Regions from separate parts of the Rattus norvegicus genome. Here region 1 is linked to region 2. The links are chromatin contacts, called in public Hi-C maps. All regions are on one chromosome and are shown on one strand. Each heading gives the region's core, a stretch centred on a gene start, on an enhancer-like site or on the middle of the called end of the contact. The rest is flanking DNA. Distances are from core to core; before and after follow the strand shown. Region 1 holds the start of Grem2 (gremlin 2, DAN family BMP antagonist). Region 2 overlaps Fmn2 (formin 2).

Region 1 (6,683 bases), core at 1,437-3,936, 330 kb before region 2:
TCTCCCTCTCTCTCTCTCTCACACACACACACACACACACACACACTGCAGCCATAGTCACTGTATGCACAAACATACACACAGACGAAGAATTGATGAAAGTGACAATGCCTTTAAAACGTTGTACAGTTGCAGGTGTATCTCCCTTCCATTTTGAAATCTGTTCTTGCTTTGCCATGACCTCTGTCTCTAAGACGAGACCCTCGGTTCTCTGAGCATCCCTTATAAATTGTAGTACACACAGTCACTACCTTTTTCACCTCTCTTGGATGCATGCCAATTTTGAATGCCTCTTGTTAAAAAAAATAGCATGCAGAAGTAAAGAGGGTGGCAAGGGAGAGTAGAATGTAAAACAAGAGAGCCTGGCCATCAATCTGCACTGCAGCCTTCTCATTATTGTTCCTCTCAAGACACAAGCGTTTTCTTATTACTGGTGTCCATGCCATTTACAAGTAAAGCGTAATGAACTGCAGCATATAGGGATTATCTTTGAAAAAAAAAAGAACCGTCTTCTAAAAGCAGTAAAGGATCAGAAGAATGAGGACTATATACAAATGATTCATTTCCCACTAATTGCATAACTGATTAGGCACAAGAAGTGCCCTTTAAATCATCCAGTTTTGCTCTTCATTAACTGCATTGAATTATTACCTGAAATGATATTTAAGATTTATCTGTGCTTTTCTTTTTCTTCCGTTTTCTCTCCTCCCTCCCTCCCTCCCTTTCTCCTTCTGTTTTACTGGGAGAGAGGGTAGCAAAGGTTTGATATGTAGCCCATGCATGCCTGGGACTCAAGGTCCTCCTTTGGCCTTCCAAATTGGAAGCATACAGCCATGCTGTCTGTGCCTTTCCATTATTCATGACTCTACTTACACTGTCTCTGTGATGATGGGAAAAGCTAAAATGAGCCCTGTATATAATAAGCGAAGGAAAAAAGACTTGTTTCACTGGTTGTTATTGTTGTTGTTTTGATATTATTTGTGGGTGGTCCCCGTTTTATCCAGTCTAAAAGGCAACTCTAAAACCAGCGACTGATAGCTTATTTACATATATGACTAGTCCTGAAATCATGTAAACAATGATTATCAGGTTGAGCATTTGAGTCCCCGTCGATAGTTCTTTTGGGCAACGGTGAGCACTGGTTAAAAGCTGCTGCATGAACTCTTCAGCTGCCTTTTGATTCTCATAGTGTGGGCAGATAAGCCCGAGAAGACAGAAGACAGGCCTTCGTCCCATTTTCCAGCTATGCTGGGTGCTACCTTCAGCAAACTGCTTTGTTGTTCTCTTTCTTCCCCTGGGGAATCCGGGAAGTCTTGGCTGACTCTAGGTTGGCCCATTCTGAGTAACAGCTTTACAGTTCTGAACGCTTGGAATGGGTCTAAATGTGAAAAGAAAGCAGGTAAGATATTTGTTGACAGCAAGTTTCTAAAATGCATTATTTTCTATGATTTTGAACCCAGGTGTTCAAAGTTGGCTGAAGCCAGACTGTCAGGTTTTAATAAGGCAAACAAAAATAGGCTAGTTCTGGGAAAGAAACTGTCAATTCAAAAAATCAGAATGGAGTTCTGTGGTTTCAGAAGCAATGGCTTCTGCCAAGAAAACAGTCCTTCATCTTTCCATGAGCACCAATAAAACCTGTTGGGGATGAAAACCATAGTAGGCTGTTTCAAAAGTAAGGTGAAATCTTATTTTCCTTGAAATTTCCGAGCTTGGTAACGAAGGTCTCAGATTTTTCTTAGGCCTTTTTTTTCATTGACCCAGTCAAAGGTTTATCTCCGAGCATGTATTCAGATGATGATTTTACACTCAGGTGCCTTTGTCAATACAGACACATGGAGGTTCAGTGCTGAAGAGGTCAGTGGAGACCAAAAATCTCTCAGAGAAAAAGCCAGCATCCTGTGAACATCACAGCCTATCACCTTCAGGCCAAGTGTGCAAGCATTGGTCTATGTTCTCTGGGCGCTGAATAGTCGGATTCCTATTAGAAATCTTTGTGTTCAAAATCTAGGGAAATATAGGGATAATAATAACCCCTATGTGGAAAAGAGAATAAATCTAAACATTGGATTCTTTGCACTGAATTCATTCAAGACTTTAATAGTTAAACATCTTTTGCTATGAGATCAGTTTGTTTTTAATTTCACCCACTCCAGTTATTCAAAACAAAAGGAACCTGGCTTTATGTGCACGTGCACACACATGTGTGCTTGTGTGTGTGTGTGTGTTTCTATAGTCTTGACATTTTGAGTCCATCCTAAAGAGAATGATCTGAAGGCATGAACGGGGATTGCGGATAAAGGGGATGTTGGATTTCTCTACATGACAAGGTTTGGATTGGAAGTCAGCTAAACAAAATGTTAAGACTGCCCACAAGGTTGTAAATCCACAGTCTGTAGGGAGGATGGGAGAAATACAGAGAGTGACTGTAGTGTAGTGCGTGTGTGTGTGTGTGTGTGTGTGTGTGTGTATGTGTGTGTGTGTGTGTGTGTGTGTGTGTACGCGCGCGCGCGCATGTGTCTGTGTGTGTGCGTGCGCGCGCGTGTGTGTGCAGTGTTTGCGGGTTAGAAGCACAGGGCTGAGTGGAGCCTAAGAGGGAGGGGGTGACTGGTGTGATTTGTTTGGTGTTCTGAGCCAATAGAAACCCCAGCCTGTGATAATATCCCCGTGCAGCGCTTAGAGCACTCAGTGCTGTCTCCAGCTCCCTCCACATCTGCAGGCGCGGCCAGGACGCGCTCCGCCCTCTGCGCTCTCCTAGGCTCCCTTCGCTCTGCACAACCTCGCTGTTTCCCCGGCCTCCTGCAGAACCAAGCTGCAGCTGCCCGGGAAGATCCGGCGCACACCCCGCTGTGGATTGTGTCATTCACACAGAGGAGAGGGACAGGGAGACACACCAGGGAACCGAGAAGGAGGCTTCCATCTCGTCATTGCAGGTATGCGGCTTGTCACGACCTATCTGAGGTGCACAGGTTTCTGTCTTCTGCCTTTCCAAGGCACCCAGGGTGGATTCACGTCTGTCCGCTGGGCTGGTTCGCAGAGAAGCGCGGAGTGAATGCCCTCCTGAGTTCTCCCGGGTAGTTACTGCTTTCCGCGTCGCTGGGGCCATCAGGTGGATTCACCTATTGGATTCTGCAGAGGTGGAAAGCCCAGATCTTTAAACTTCACCGCGATCGTTAATTAAATAAAATAACACCAGTATCTGCACACTATCACAAGAGTACCCTTTGGTGACCTGCATTATAATGATGACCCATCATGCAATTGTTTAGAAAGCAGGCTTTGAATATAGTCAGCCTACCTAATACGTTAATGTGTTCCCTGTAGGGTCGGGAAGCCAGAGAAGACTTGGGCATGGTCTTGATTTTCTAAGCATGTAGCCAAAGTGGATATCATGGCTGAAATATTACTATGGATTTAGGTTGTGTCTGAAGGAGAAAAAAAGGAAAGAAGCGAGGCAGCAATTTAAAAAACACGGTTGTCATATTCTTACCTTCATTGATAAATTAAAAATACATTTATCTTTCAGAACTCCTGTTAGGATGATTCCAAACTCTCTCAAATTAGGTTAAAAGCATACGAATTGATCCCAGCACTCAAGAGGCTAAGGCAGGAAAATTGTGAGTTCCAGGCCAGCCTGGGCTACATGGTTAAAACTATGAACTGAAAAACTTTGTACAAAATATAAACATTTTCAGGCAATGTCAGTTTGTAGTTTTGTTTAATGGTCAAAGGTATAGGTTTCTGCGTGTTTATTTTTGAGGCGAAAGGTGGGGGTGGGGAGAACGCGACAAAATAGCTATTTTCCTGGGATTTCACCATGTTTGTTTGATTCACAATTTTGAAGTTGGTTATGTAATTTTTCCCCCTGTTGATTACTTATGATTAAATTAACATTGCTTAATCAGTTCCATCTTCCCGGAAAAGCCAAAGGGGCTGAGTAACTGTGATAAAGGACTAGTCCTGTTTTGGACAGTCCTCAGGGCTGATATTCACAGGCCCCATCCTCTGTAAGACGTGCTTTTCCTGGAATGTGAATATAGAAATCTCTTCAGGATGTCACGTGGGTAATGACATACAGAATCTGAATAACGCTCTACCCAGTCAGCTCCTGGTATTTGCTGGTAGTGACCCATTCATTGACAGTTCAGAGCTGGCTCATGCCTCTGCAGTACCCGAGTTTCAGCACTGCCCTTATCCCAGATCTTGTGCCTGGCCAAGCAAGATAAGGAAGTTATAAGAAAGCTATTCACTTTGCATATCGCCATGGAGAGTTTAAGTTGACCCATTTTCTTTTGATCAGATGACCGTGTTCTTTCGTCACTCGGAAGAATGCATGCGTCGTTCTACTATGGAGTTAGGAAAATGTCACATTTTTGCCCTTTGACTAAAGTGAGTGGTCACACGGGACATTTTTTAAAAAGTCCTGACAAGCAATAGATGTACTGAGTAAATGCTGTGTTTAAGGAAGAACATGTTAGTACTGTAGAGGAATATGCCTTATCCTTAGGCATACACCAGAAAAACTGATTGCAAAATGTTCACTAGTCATTGCATGCCATTGACCCAACTTAAGTCTATTTGTAGTTGTAACAGCTTATTATTATTATTATTATTATTATTATTATTAATTACTGTTAGCCTCTCTCTCTCTCTCTCTCTCTCTCTCTCTGTGTGTGTGTGTGTGTGTGTGGTGTATATAAGGAGGTAATAGGAAAACTTTAGGGAGCCACGTCTCTCCTTCCACAGTGGGATCTTTAGAGCAAATGCAGGCCGTCAGACTGGTGCCGCCCAGCCACCCTGCAAGCCTGGATAGTTTTGTTATGAGCATCTGTCAGTCTCCTATAACTCATTTCTCCTTGCCACTCAACCCCAAAGGCATGCTGGGAGTGTTGCATTGACTAAGTGAGAGCCTGGGTACGTTCATTTTGCCCAGGCTGAGATATTTGTGGCTTCTCAGATACATGTGTATATCTGGATAGGAGGTGTGGACATACACATACGCAGGGTATTTTGATCGTTCATTGTTTTGTGCTATCATTTTCATGGAGAGAGGCACTCCAAGGTTCATTCTCTTTACATCTTACAATAACCAGTAAGAGATCTAGATTCCCCCCCCCAACTACTTATTGGTATAATTTAAACAAATCACACGCCTTCAAATATCTTACCACACCTCCAACTTTGCTCTCGTTTGATTCAAGAGCACTGTGCTGAATTCTGAGTTGGGTCCTGGGTTCTATTGATATGAGATGACTGGCTTGCCTGCTTCAAGGGTAAAGCATGATAGACTGCAGTCTTCCAGGCATGCTTCAGGCTGGGACAGCCAGGTTCATGCTCCCCTGGCATGCGGCAGATGTGCCAGGTGGCAGGCAAGAGCTCGGTGTTAGACTCTTTCAAGCAGTTAGAGCAGCAGTGAATTATTCAAATCCAAGAAAATGTGCCCCATATTGGGCTTCTGACTAGTCCCACAAAGGACCAGCATGTAAGACGAATTGCATAGAAGGGGAAGACATGTAATTATAAATTTGATCTATGGGGGCATCTGCTTCTCCAGTTACCTGCTTCTCCTCCTATCACATAACTCTCTTGTCTCTAAGAACTGTACACATGGACTTAATAATGTATCAAACCAAACCTGATCACATGGCAGGCTTAGAGCACTCATTGCAACACTAACCTACCAATTTGCTCTATTTGTCACTGCCATCCCTTCGAGGAGGAAAATCCCCTTGCCTCTCCGGCACACTGACAGTCCCAGCCCTTGGTGGAGCACTAATTGGTAAAGATGAGTCCCAGGACCTTGTGGGAGTTAAGAGGGTGGGGAATGAGATGTTTCACACAACAAGAATGTGAAGTGAGACTCTGTGACAGTTGGACAACCTCAAGTGGGAATCCAGGAGTCAGAGGGAAAGATGAGTCTATTTCCTGTGGTTCGCTTCAAGGCTATAGATTTGATGCGATGTCCTGAGTATTTCCAACACTTTTTCTGCGTTCCCAGGTGTGCTATACACAGGTGTGGGGTGGAAAGAAAGACTTCTTGGGGTGCTGACAAGTCTGGCCATACAAGCCAGAAGAGGGCAGCATGCAAACTCTGAAAAATACGATGCCTCTTCTGCATGTGCTTGTACCAATTTCCCAATGGCTACAAAATGCCTGTTCAGGCTTATGTACCCCCGTCCTTCTGGAAAACACAGTGTAGGGTCTTATGAAGAGATATGTCACCCAGAGGGATCTTTTCTTTACTTTCCTTTTCTTTTCTTTTTCTTTTCTTCCCTTTTTCTTTTTTCCTCCCTTTCTTTTTTCTTTTTCTTTGTCTCTTCCTTCCTTCCTTTCTTTTTTCTTTCTCTTTCTTTGTTTCTTTCTTTGTTTCTTAGTTTCTTAGTCTCTTTCTTTCTTCCTTTCTTTCTTTCTTTCTTTCTTTCTTTCTTTCTTTCTTTCTTTCTTTCTTTCTTTCTGCTGGTTTTGCTTCAGAGTTGGAGTTGCCGGACATAAGGAAAATAACCAACTATTTAATGGGAAGCTCAGCTGCTGCTTCTTTTCACTAACTGCACTTATTGACTCTAATCAAGCAGTCTTTATACTATTAGGAGATGAAAGAGTGGGAGACTGAATACAGGGAAGAGAGAAAAAGGAAGGTGGGAGTTCCCTGAGGCTTTACAAAGAATAATCGTTTTATTTATTTATTT
Region 2 (6,803 bases), core at 1,447-3,946:
TACTTGGATGCTGTATCTGCTTGGCTCTTACTGCTATTTTATACCCTGCCATTGGCCTTAAATCTAAACTGTATCTTAACCTCCAACCAACTAGCATGTCCTAAGAGCTTTGAATCCCTCTTAAGAGCTGATCAATGTCTCTCATGATGAACAGTCCCAAGAATCACTGGGGACTTGTTCAACCCTGGCTTGCTATCTGAGTCCCTAGGGTTAGGAATACAATTCCATTTCTGATCAGTCTCCAGTTGATGCCAGTGTCACTCAGATTAATCTGCACCTGGCACAGTAACCATGCCCACACCCCTTCCTTGGTTATCATTTCTTCTGCATCATTTAATCCCTCAGCTGAGACTCACAGCATCTCAGGACTGCATGCCTAACTGGCTCTGCTGTGTCTTTTACTGTCCATCCCAGCCTCCTTCACCAGGCAGTCTACTTCCTTGTCAGAAACTTTGACCTCCGCTCGCTGAGAACATGTTAATTTCTCACAAGGCTCATAAGGTCTTTAATGATCTGTATGATGAACATAGCCTATGTCATAGTTAAGATATGAATCGCCCTCCTCCTCCTGAAACGGTCACCTGTTGGTTGTGTGGTCTCCAATTCATAGGGCTATTGAGGAGGGCATGGATTATGAGGGTGCCAAGTTCATCAAAGGATTAATCCATGCATGACCTCCTAACCAGGACACTGCATCTGGCTGGAGAGAGTGTATCACCTGCTGCATGTTTCTGGAGGCAATCTTGGGCCCAGGCCTAGGTGGTTTGGGAGGCTTTTGTCACCTGTCCACCTGGAGTTGAGCCACTTTGCTCCACAGTACACTGTTGCCCTGTGTTCTGTTTCACCAAGCCTGGGCCTAGAAGCAACACAGCCAAGAGACCATGGACTAAAGCCTGAAACCACAAGCTGACATAAGCCTATCCTCCTTTAAACTGTGACTAACACCCCATCACCCATCTGGCCTACTGCAGAGTGGATAGTAGTAGGATTAAATAAGATATACCCAACCTGAGTTCTTCAAACACATCCTAAGCAAAGTCTTTGAAAATCCCCAGTTATTCAGTGCTGAACTACTCACTGTTCCTTAGGTGCAGTGCAAATACAAGATTAGATTCCAGATTTCTGCAAGCCTTGGGTCACATCTGGTCACATGATCCATGGGTACCTTTTTCTTTTTTTGAAACATGTGTCCCAGAAGAACGATGTTTCATTTAAGACCTGTTTTTGATTCACTAACACTGAATACTAACACTGGCCCAGGACTCTCTAACTTTTGTTAGAACAAAGATGGACTAACACGTAGTCTTTTTACCAGGTCCATCAAGGTCTTCTGACACTTAGGAATGCCAGCAGCATTTTAACACTAAGTGTAAAGCCATGTTAAGCAGTGAAAGCACCAAGGAAATACCACAGAAACATGCAAGGCAGGCCATTTAATAAACCACACAAAAGATACCTGTTTACAGGTTTCTCTTTGCTCAAATTTACCTAAGAAAGTACGAACTTCACAGAACAAGATTTTTAACCGCATTGGACAGGTTTGCAAATGCCTGCAAACACACCACAGAATTGTAAACACTGCAATCAACTTTAGCCAGTAGGTGAGTTCACAAATACAGAATCCATGGATAATGAGGAGCTCAATGGTACAGCATTGGCTTAGCATGTACAAAAGGCTCCGAGCTTGATCCTCAATATTGACTAATAGAGACTATCACTCTGCTGCGATGTCAATTAGCAATCTGAGTGTTGACTACTCGCATTTAAATCCCTTAGAACCCTTCAGGCAGGAACGACCTATAAACCCATTTTATAGGTGAGGAAACTAAGTCATTGAATAAGATACTTTCCCATGAGGAAAGTCACACCTGCTATACTCATTTCAATAGATAACATTGAATTAGCAGTTCCACTAAGTCTGTTATGGTTACAATATGTACCCACACAAGTCGTGTGTGGAAAATGTTATCCCCGGGGCAATTTTAAAAATACTCCAAGTTATGGATGACACTTGGAGGTGATACTTTGGAGGTTAAGTAATACAGGCTGTTGTCACTAGAGTGCAGTGCATTAGAATCTTTATGAAAGAGAAATCTAGGCTGGTAGTTTCAGTTTCCCTCAGCAGCTCCCTGCTTTCGTATTCTGAGAAGGACATGGAGACATGGAAGTGCTACACCCTTGTGCATTCTAGCCTCCACCCCGGCGAACTAAATAAACACCTGGCTTCCTCAAAATACCTATTTCATGACCTTCAGTTTTCTAAAGCATCAGGAAACAAAGTAAGACAAGGTCGAACAAAGATTGTCTCTGGTCCAAACTGGAACCAGGTCCCTCTGAGGCTTCAGTCTTGTTTTACAAATATTTGACTACACACTAAGGTTTCTCAAGGCCACATCCTTAGACTGCCACTATATTCTCCCTTAGTGTGACTGGGAGAGAAGATCCAAGATTGACAAAATCTTTTGTCTGGTTCAGGAGCAGCTAGCTAAAGATAAGGCACCATCTTTTCAATTCTAAGACAGGGATGGAGTCCCAGCTTCTGTCCTTGCCAGCTAGCAGACAGGACAAACCTAAACTTGAGTGTAGTGAAGAACCCTTGTTGTGTTCATTCCTGGACTCCCACAAGCCTCTTCTCATCCCCTCCTCCTTGCTCCTCCTTCATTCCTTAAAAAAAACTCATTCGTCTCTGTGCAATCCAAAGTTGACTTTGGTTCACAGTGGAATTTCCCCCTATTGTAGTCATAGCCACTGACTAAAATCTGTCCCTAACATCCTCATCAGGGTCTGCTTCTGCTTCCCTCTGACTGTTCTCCAGCTAATTCTAGAAAAACTGGCATTTGTGCTCAAGACTATAGCCCCACAGCCCACATCCTCTGTGAGTAAATTTTCTACAACTGCTCAAAGACGTGCTCTTTGGTCCATCTCATCAGCATGGTCAACATATATTGATCCATTCAAACAGTTCTCTGGGCTCCATCAATCTGCCAGACTCCGTGTTAGATACTGAGGAGACAAAAGAAAGTATAGACAGTATCTTCTGTATGGGGCTCAATCCCTGTACATAAGTCCAATGGTTCCAGACAGAAGGCCTAGGCACAGTAGTTACAGTGCGAGGACTCCGAAGGGCTCTGGAGCATGAGGTTTTTCACACAGTGAGTAAGGAGCAGTCAAAATGGAACAATTTAAATGGAGTAAGGGCAAGCATGTCCATTTTATAAAAGGGCATCTGAGGGTCCACGAGAGACAGGCAAGGGAAGATATGAAGGGTAGTAGAGTCTTGAGGCAATGACTTATTTTTCCCTAGACCAAGCTGAATCTGGAGGAAAGACAGTGAGAGATAAGGCCAAGAGGGCAATGGCAGGAGGGAGACTCTGAATGTCAAACTCACAGGCCTGAAACCTTTTAGAGACAGAGTGAACAGTCCTTGAGTAAATCTGAGCAGATATCAGGGGTAAACAAGTTTGTGTTTTCAGAAAGATAACTCTGGGGCATCGTGCAGGAAGAGATTAGAAGAGGTCAAGATGGGAAGTAAGGGGACCCATAAGGAGACTGCAGCTATAATCCAGATAACAATGGGGTCTGGGCTCAATCATTGCCCAGTTGCATACCCTGGGCCAGTGGCCACCAGTAGAGGTCAAGTCTCCATAGGAGGAGTAAGTTAAGCTGCCTGTCAAGTCAACTGGACAATAGTCACCCTAATGCCAAGTTCACTTCCAGTTCTGAGTCTCTACTAGTTCTCTCCATCTGCAATGCTCTTCTCTTCCTACACTTATGCAAATCGAATCAATTATGAAATTACCTTCCTAAGACACTATTCTTCTAAATTTACAGTCTCTCTACAACTTTACATTTCTTTAATTACTCCAGTACTCTACCATATACATTAAATACCTTGGCAGTCACACCGTGTCTTCTAAGTTGGTTTGTAGATATCTGGAAAAGATACAGTCCTATAACTGAAATGACTACTTCTTTTTCCGTTGTTGTTCTTTTAAAATCTATACTATTCTTATTGTTTAAAATCGAAATGCAACTCCCATTTTAGTAAGCCAGCATCATTCCTAACTACATTCTAAATATTTGTCCTTTTACACTCACAGATAAGTATAGGTCTCACCTCTCATTCAGGAGACATCTCCCAGCAGATGGAGATCATTATAGGAAACCACAACCAATAAAATGTGGGGAACAGGTGACTTGGGGTGCTCAGCACCCACCGACACGTCTATAACACAACTCCTGCACCTAATGCTTGACGACCTTAGCAGAAGAGGGGGCGGAAAGATACGAAAGCTAGAGAAACTAGAAATTCGCTTTGAGAATTCATCTCTTAGAAATATCAGCAAAGCTACACTCCCGTAGTCTCACCAACATAGCAGCCTAAACAAGACCCTAGCAAAGACAACACCAATTGACATGTCTATGTGAAGGGGTCATATTGCCTTCTAAAAGTCTTTATGCTTTTACCCTGTCTCCTCTAAGTGTCTTAGTACACAGCAGATCGGAGATGCTTAACCATGGGGAAGGCATCCTTTCATAAGCAAGGCATTCTCCTTCGTTGCTATTCCAGCCGAATAACTTCCTCGCCTTTGTTTCCTTTCTCCCATATAGATGTTGCACAACACGCACTGATTTTACACTAATTCTCAACAGAGCAAAGCTGTTACCTCCAGTGCAGCTCTAAGCCCTCATCCATTTCCTTCTCCACACCCTAAACACTGCTTCTCAGCTTTCAAATCCAATGCCCAAGAACCAGACCGGGGAGCATACACCTTTAATCATTTGGGAGGCAGCCGTAAATGGCTATCTATGGGTTTGAGGCCAGCCTGATCTACATAGTGAGTTGCAGGCTAGACAGTGGTACCCAGTCAGACTCTGTCTCAAAACAAGGAAAACCTGATGAGTATCTCCTCCTTTTTCTGATGCTAAAATACCTACACTGATCCCCTTGGAGTGTCCATAAAACAAAAATGATCTTTCCAGAAAGGTTGTATCTTCCCTGGTACATGGTGTGGTAAATACTCTCTCAAGGGCTCCAGCTTTGTGTCTGCATCTCTGCCAAGGAGGATCTGTGTTTCTGTTCTTCTTAACTACCTGCACCTCCTGAGACCCACGATTTAACTGCTAACATGTTTATTGAGCACCTAAAATGATTGTAAACTCAGTTGGGCCTGAAGGATAACCATCCCGTGCTTTCTGAATTAGTTCTCCTCGCCTTTAGACCCATTTTTCTTACCATGATTATATGGTGGTCATTCATTCATCACTGGTACTGGTTCTAAATACAAACCTTCTGAAGTCATACTTAACAAATATTAACTGGTGGGAACCCAATTATTAATTGGCTGACATTTTCAACCTTACCAAGTTCTCAAAAATTATAATTTTATTCAAATTGCATATTTACATTGGAAAGCAGTTAAGATGTTTAGGAAAACGTTGCAAAATAAAAATTCTGTTTAGAATTCAAAAGCAAAAATAACCAATAGGTAAAATTGGGAAGGCAGGGTTCAGTGGCTAAAACAACATGCTGTTCCTTCAGAGGTCGGGAGTTCAGTTCCCAGTACCAACCTCAGGCAGCACACAAGTGACTGTAACTCTGACTCCAGGAAATCTAATGACCTCTTCTGGTCTCTGTCAATGCCTGCACACTTATGGGTGTGCACAGCTATGTGCGCGCGTGCACACACACACACACACACACACACACACACACGTAGAAATAAATCTTTTAAAACCCAACTGCGTGAGAAACATGCCAGGTAACCAATCTGTAAGTCAAGGCAAGTGTTTTTAGAGAGAATGACTGACGCCTGTTTCTGTGCTATAGGGTGTAAAGGGGTTTCACCTTTACATTGTAGCTTAAGTACCACACTGTATTTCTTAAAGGTGAAATGTTCTATTTTAAAATTGCCTTCTTCCTTAAGCACTGGCATGTATATCCTCACACTGCAGAAGAGCTTCAGTGGTGGCGTGCTGTTTCTAGGGATGTGGGATGCTTAGAATTGTTAACTATAGGACAAAGTATCACTCAAAATTCTTTCAACAAATTCTGTATAGTTTCAGTGGAGAGGACAGGCACCTAAACACACATGAGGAAGGCAACAGAACCCTGGCTAAACAGTCCAGAATATTCCATCTTCTAGTTGCAGAATAATGTAGCAGCACAGGATGGGCTAGCAAAACATTTCTGATCGTCACCCACACACAACTGGCCAGAAGTGGCCCTTTCCTGCTGTCCTGTTAATTTACAGAGGTGCAGAGCTGCCCTCTAGTGGCCAAGGTGCAAACTGCAAAGGGTTTCATCCACAAACATGTTAAGTTCCCAGATTAAAATTAATAAATACAATTTAACACATCAAAGCTAGAGTAAAACTTCCAAAGTTAGAGACAAAATTGAAATAATAGACTTCTCTTTCTCTATTATAGACATCTGGCTCACTTAAAAAGGTATAGTTTAAAAATAATGAAATAACTTTTACAATGACCTTCTCCTCTCATTCATCCAGTGTTTTTGCAGTGAGATGGTACAAACTAATTACCTGAGAATGATCCACAGAAATGCAGACCCATCATAGGGGTCTTGTAGCTTTAGGGGAGTTGCTTTTAATGCCTCCAAATATCATTTCATCAGTAAGAAGGAAAACACGGTAGGTATTTTAAAATACTGCTGTAAGGACTACATAGGTCTAAGAATAAATACATAAGTACTCAGCCTGGGTCCTCTGCAAAGAGCAGCAAATGTTCTTAAACGTTCTCGTGCCTGTCTCCAGCTCCAGTGGGAGAGTTTATTTGTTTGCGAT

Evidence for each region. A called contact is a pair of places that touch in the nucleus more often than the background predicts.
Region 1: a Hi-C map of the A7r5 cell line shows a contact between it and region 2, with 5 times the contacts expected there. The contact joins the promoter of Grem2 here to the enhancer-like site in region 2. A contact is called at or near these places in 6 of 12 Hi-C or Micro-C datasets (the A7r5 cell line, the Rat2 cell line, frontal cortex and 2 more).

What each region holds. Positions count from the first base shown.
Region 1 is chr13:89,399,859-89,406,541 of GRCr8, reverse strand. It overlaps Grem2 (gremlin 2, DAN family BMP antagonist), which reads left to right and starts at 2,686. Exons shown (of 2, transcript NM_001105974.1): 1 at 2,686-2,930.
Region 2 is chr13:89,071,309-89,078,111 of GRCr8, reverse strand. The region is part of intron 4 of Fmn2 (formin 2); the gene reads right to left. Among named protein-coding and RNA genes, the nearest start is that of Fmn2, 88 kb to the right of the region's middle. Within about 2 kb of position 2,696, at least 3 of the 93 cell types and tissues checked have an H3K27ac peak or open chromatin away from gene starts, as enhancers often do.